Regions from separate parts of the Sus scrofa genome. Here region 1 is linked to region 2. Evidence: chromatin contacts called from public HiChIP or PLAC-seq data. All regions are on one chromosome and are shown on one strand. Each heading gives the region's core, a stretch centred on a gene start, on an enhancer-like site or on the middle of the called end of the contact. The rest is flanking DNA. Distances are from core to core; before and after follow the strand shown. Region 1 holds the start of LOC100525572 (SLAM family member 9). Region 2 overlaps FCRL5 (Fc receptor-like protein 5).

Region 1 (3,348 bases), core at 99-2,598, 160 kb after region 2:
AGTTCCTTCCATAGTCTCTCCATATGCCTTACAACATGTGGGCATACAAGACGCCCTTAAGTTTTAGAGGCTGCTCTTCCCTTTACAAAAGCAGAATTTCACGGTATTCAACATCCTGCATCTGGTCAAGAAGCCCAGACTAGACCCGCTTCTTCCGGGCGCAGACCCCGGTTCAAGTTGCAGAGGCTGTCAGGTCCCCGCTGAGCCCAGATTAGGGGACCCTTGTTTTCACGCCCTTCCAAACCAAGGAGCCAGCTTAAGTCTCCCACCCTTTCCCCAAGCAGCTCCAGGCAGCAGAAGCAATCTCAGGTCCCTGGAAATGGTTCCCTTCCTACAGCCAGGGCTGTCTGAGCTCAGGGTCCCAGTCTCTCCGCAAGCCAAAGGCCAGTTTGTTCTGTTCACCCTGGAACTCTAAACCAATTGCACTGCATTTACTGAAAAATTACAAAGCTGCTTTGTCTCTTTGTTCACAGAAGATATTAATACGGGGAAAGGAGACCCTGCCTCCCTGCTCCACCCAGTGGCCCTCCCTCCCAGGAGCCAGGACCACTCACTGACGAGGAGGCTGAAGAATCGCAGGAGCCAGCAGAGGAGGGGGTCTTCCAAGTAGGGCCCCATCACCGGCTGCCTGCCAGTCTGCTCAGCAGCAGAAAAGACATCTGGGAGACCGAAGCGAGAGAGACGAGAGAGAGGAACGAAGAAGCGTCACTCGAAAGAAGCGCTTGGGTTCCTCCCACCCTAAGGCGGGGCTTCCCGCAGTTGGGTTTGCAGCCCACCAGTCTTCCGTTAAGCTGCTCCGAGGGGGTCTCTATTATCCCAGCGCCTACGGTAGGACCTTAATAAACAATTGCAGAATAAATATATAAACAACCTCACACTGTTGGAGATGCCCCAGCCCCAGCTAGGATCCCCTTACCTGTTTCCCAGCGGTCACAGCTCTGCCCCAGGCAGTCCTGTTCACCCATGTCAGCCTCTGCTTCGGCACAGGAGTCACCGTCTTTCAGCCAGGGTGGGCTAGGTCTCGGCTGCTTTGGGTGCTGTCTCCTGTCTTTATACTATTTAGTAAGTTTAATTTTTTTGTAGCTTCAGCTATCAGGTGCCTAAGGAAGAGCAAAAGAACAAAGCTCTTCTGGGGAAGTGTCAGCTTCCCACACCCCCAATGCAAATGTAGGCATTTACCTACTCCTGCCTGCACCCTGGGGCTTACCCGGCTGCTGCCGCCAGCATTGCTTATTCTCCCCACACGCAGGGCAAAGCCAAACCCCATGGAAAATGAATAGGCTTTTGTTGGAATCACACACACCATTTCCCTTTAAGCCAACAAGGAACACTGGGAGAGAAACAGACATGCTGGCAGAACACCAAGAAATTTGGGGAAATCCAAATTTCTACTTTCTCAGCAACATTCCAACCATTTTACAAAGTGAGAGGGCTCACTGACCATGCACATCCCCAACTTGTCTCGCTCTTTCCAATTTACAAAGCATTTGCTTCTGTGAGACAGACAGATATCATTATAATTACCTTCCCATTTCACAGATGTGGGAACTGAGGATCCAAAGAGGTTAATGAATAAACCCATGGTTTGGAAGCCAGTCCGTAGTAGTACAACCTGGCCTAGGACCAGGTCTCTGCTCTTTCACACCAATGGTCTTTCCAGGTCCAGGTCTTTCCATGTCCAGGTCCCTCTCGGTGCGGTGATTCCCCCACACAAGGTGACTTCGGAACTTGAGAAGCCACATGAGGGGGAAGGAGGCCCGGCCTGACCCAGGGCAGCCTTTTGCATCCTTTGCCTCATTCCAGGCAGCGGAACTGTGGCTGCATCTCAGAAGCCTCCGAGATCAAGCCTGCCCTTATTCAACCACGGCCGCCGCCTCCCCGAGGCACTCAGTGCAACACAAGCTGGCCGGCACCTCCAGCCACAGCTCAGACCTGCACAGGCTGCTGGCCTGAGAAGCCTTAGCGGTCTCCCAACAGGACCAGGGACCCCCACTGTGTGTAAGCTGCAGGCTGGGGGACCTGCCCTCCTTCCTGGGGCAGCCAACTGCCCTCCTGGGGAGTCTCAGTGTCCCACTCTCCTGGGGTCTCTTCATCTTAGTCTTCACATCCATCCCATCAGTCACTCCAGCTGCATTACCTTTTAAAGCTGGAGAAGCCCCCCTGGTGAAGAGACCGCTCCTTTCCCAGGCTTGTTCCCAGCTTCTGCAAGGGCTCTTGCCCACCCATTTGTCCATGACTCTCACTCCAACCACATCATTCAGTCTCTTTCTGCTGAGCTTTCCCTCGTGATTCTTGGCTGAGCTGGTTCTCAGCATCTCTCTTCTGTACAAGAAGACAGACCATATCCCCCTGCACAACCTTCTACCAAACCCAGGCATTCAGAGCACATTACTCTACCACACAGGGAAGAGGGTGGGCTCACAGATCCCCACCCACAGCCCCGGAGATTGTACCCACAGACCTTTGAGACCCTCCCACTGGAACCTCAGAGGGAGGGAGCTCCTGCAGGAGCAGGGACCTGGGAAAAACCTCCCCATTTCAGGGGTCACCCCTCCCTCCTGGGCCTAAGAAAGAGCCCCCATCAGCCTCCAGCCTGTCACCTGCTCCTGCTCCCTGGATTAAGACGCTCCCTCCCGTCCCGTCAAATATTTGCTGACCCCTCCCAGTGCAGCTCACATGGCCCCTGGGAGCCGCCCCATCCTGCCCAGATGGAACCAGGTGCTCTCTGTGCTGGGTTCCCACAGCCCTGCAGCAAGGGGTCATCTGTGATGTGACCAGGATCTTGCCCCTCCCCTTTCTGAGGCAGGTCCCAGGCCCCGAGAACAGGGGAGACGAGGAGGCCCCACTCTCAGGCTGGGGCAAGGGCAGGGTGGGATCCTGAGAGGGGGGTCTTGTGGTCTCACCCTCGTCCCAGCCCTCCTGTGAGGACACTGGATGTCACACATGCTCTGGACCAAGGCAGGAAGCTCTCAGCTAAGCTGCACGTGGCAGCCGTGACTGGCTCCCACACAGCAAATACGTACTGAGCACACCTTGTGCCTCGGCACAGCCAGGGCTCTCCTCTCCTGGCCTGTCACCATCGGCTGCTGTCACTGAGCCCCGAGGTATCTTCAAGAGCAGCAGGACCTCATCTAGGACCTCCCCTTCTGATAGGCCTTGGGCTCAGTGCTCTGTGGGAAGGAGAAGGTGGGCTCCTCTACAGTCAGATTTTCCCAGCCCTGCTTCCCCAGGGGTGCTGATAATTCACCCAAGAACATCCACTCCTCAGAAGAACAATCTCAAAGTCTACAGTGTTATCCTTAGAAATCCAAATCTGAAAATTCCAAATTCTTCTGATATTCAAGAACT
Region 2 (2,902 bases), core at 268-2,767:
CTAGTACTATTCTGGGTACAGTAAATAAATATGTCATAAATATATGTGCCATTGGAGTTCCATGGCTCAGTGGTTAATGAACCTGATTAGTATCCATGAGGACACAGATTCGATCCCTGGCCTCACTCGGTGGGTTGAGGATCCGGCGTTGCCATGAGCTGTGGTGTAGGTCATAGACATGGCTCCTATCCCATGTTGCTGGGGCTGTGGTGTAGGCCAGATGCTATAGCTGCAATTGGACCCCTAGCCTGAGAACCTCCATATGCCAAGGGTGTGGCCCTAAAAAGACAAAATATAAAGAAAATATGTGCCATAAATATATACACACACTTATTTATAGTTTGCTTATAGCACTCAGAGTTGTACCTGCACATTGGAACTGCTCAACACATAATAGATATTAGAAATCACACACATACAAATATAAATTTACAGTAACACTATAGGTAAATGATATCATTATTCCCATCATACAGATGAGACCATCGAGGCAGGAGATATTGAGTGTACTGAGTGGATTGCCCAGGGCCTCAGAGGTAGCTCGCCAACCCAGGGCTCAGTCTGGGGTGTTCCGGGCTTGGAGTCTGTTCTAAATCACCACCCTGCCTCTGCTCCAGGCCAGGATGCTTCTCCATAACAAATGCTAAGAATCTATAATCAAAGCACGAACAAGATAAAAGGTAGATTCCTTCCTTTTGAGAGCCCCTGGAGAGCTCAGTGTGGGGAACAAAGAGTGAAAGGATGTTGAGGAGAGAGTCGGTGGAAGCTGTGAGGCTGAGGGGGCCCCAGAGAGATGGCTGGGACTGGGCCGACAGCATGGGCTTGCGGAGAGAGTTCTGAGCTCCCAGCTGAACACCTCCCTTCTTTCCACAGTGGCCTCCGCACCAGAGCTTCTCAACGACAAGGTGAGTCCCACAACCTATGTACCCTCCCACCTCGGGCCCGCCAGCTCTCCCTCAACCTGTGTGCTCTTCCCCCCAGGATGCCTGTGTCATCTACTCGCAGGTGAAGGTGGCTTCAGCCCCAGCCCCTAAGCCCCAGCTCTTGGATTCATCCACTCCTCACAGATGAGTCCACACAGCTCCCAACTGCTATGTCAGCTTCTGCAGCCCAAAGCCATCCTTGGGGGAGAAGGGACATCCATGTGAGAAGATGTAAAACCACCCCATGCCACATCAAGTGGGCTGTGCACCAGTCTGAACAGACCAGAGGGCCCTGAAGGAACTCCATCTACTTCTGAAGTGACAGCTCTGGCACCATGGTCCTTTTTTTCTAATGACATGTTGCTCCCAATCCAGGGCGCATCACATCACCTGGCTTCCTCAGTGGGCTTCAGCTTTGGTCACTATACTGAGTCCTATTCCCATGCACACCCCTATCTTTCCTCAATGAGGACTGCACCTGACAACCTGCTCTCAGAAAGCAGGAAAGCTTCTCAAACTTAAAAGTGCTTATGGGTCAGCTGGGGACCTTGTGAAAAGGCACACTCTGATTCACCGGGTTTGGGTGGTGGCTAAGATCCTGCATCTATGACAAACTCGCACATGGTGCTGATGCTACTGCTCCTAGGACCATATTGAGTACCCAAGCTCCAAAGTTCTTGGCAGAGGCCCATGGGGAAGCAGCACGTGCTCTGGTTGCCCACCGCCCAACTCCATGGGGGCCACTCATGCAGATCACAGGCTCCCTGCACCATCCTTTCACTAGAACATCCTCAGCAGCTGTTGCTGAGAGAACTTCTCTGCAACACACTGGGTTTCATCAGCCTCCCTGGGTCAGGAAAAAGTAGCTGCCACCAGCTTGCTTCCCCACCTCAGGCCTCACACTTTCCCAAAAAGGGGATGAATACAGAGTGAATAATGCACCCTTTAGCCCTCTCCATTCAGCGCCCACTTCCCTCTCCAGCCTTTCTCATAATCATCGCTCTCCACAACCTACGGTCCCTTCCCTATTTTCTAATGTAGCCTTTCTGCACTTCCTCTTTCTAGAAGTACTTTCCCATCATTTGCATTTGCTGAAACCCTGCTCATTCTTTGAGCTCCAACTCAATGGCCCATCCTCCACCCTCCCAGAAGCAGTCTGTTTCTTCTTTGGGCTCCCACAGCACTTTTATACTGATGCTCAAATCAATGATGGTTGATGTTTGGGGGGAAATTTTGAGTTTATCTAGGCCACTTCTCCAATTTTGTGGTTGGAAATTGAGAACCAGAGAGGAAGAGCCACTAACTGAAAATCACACAACCTGTTAGTGGCGAAGTGCACACGAAAATAAACCCAGGAGTCCTGGCACCCAGGGCGGTGCTCTTTCCTCTACATGGCACCTCTGCTACAGAGATGTGTGCATTTTTGTGTTTCCCTAACAAGACTGAGAGTTCTTAAAAGCAAAGCTGAAGGGGTGAGCATGGTGTCTGGCATTCACCTGGTTATCAATGAAAGGTTATCAAATTGGATATCTATTAATCTCCCTGATGAATAAACATCACCTCTACAAATTCATCGATATCATTATCTGCTCTCTTAACCCAGCAAAGTGCAATATGTGTCCCTTGATCTCAGAGGGTTTTTTAAACAATACCAATAAAATCACTACTAAGAGTTGTGTGTGTCAGTTTGAGATGAATACTGTGTCTTGTTCAAAACCTGCATGACCTGCAGATATCTCAAATACAACATGAAATCCAATCAGTCGTCCCCACAAAACTTGCTCTCATCCCTCTGTTCTCTTTCTCCTCCCCTCCCTCTCTCCCTCCCTTCCATCCCTCCTCCTTTTTCTTACCCAAGGCAGCAGATACATAGCCATCCCTGAATTTCTACATTGAATTGGTCACCCAAGCCAATCCAGTCAACATTATTTCCAAAATACCTCTCAAATCACCTCCTCCTCTCCGTACCCACTACCACT

The links. HiChIP or PLAC-seq counts read pairs in DNA pulled down with a chosen protein or histone mark.
Region 1: a contact with region 2 is called in an H3K27ac HiChIP or PLAC-seq map of alveolar macrophages. The contact joins the promoter of LOC100525572 here to the enhancer-like site in region 2.

Annotation. Positions count from the first base shown.
Region 1 is chr4:92,790,313-92,793,660 of Sscrofa11.1, forward strand. LOC100525572 (SLAM family member 9) reads right to left here and starts at 1,349. Exons shown (of 9, transcript XR_002343395.1): 1 at 1,208-1,349; 2 at 917-1,100; 3 at 555-659.
Region 2 is chr4:92,629,119-92,632,020 of Sscrofa11.1, forward strand. FCRL5 (Fc receptor-like protein 5) reads left to right here. Exons shown (of 16, transcript XM_013996926.2): 15 at 874-905; 16 at 982-2,595. The coding sequence ends at 1,071. Among named protein-coding and RNA genes, the nearest start is that of FCRL5, 52 kb to the left of the region's middle. Within about 2 kb of position 1,518, at least 1 of the 83 cell types and tissues checked has an H3K27ac peak or open chromatin away from gene starts, as enhancers often do. A contact at or near this core is called in alveolar macrophages, where this site is marked.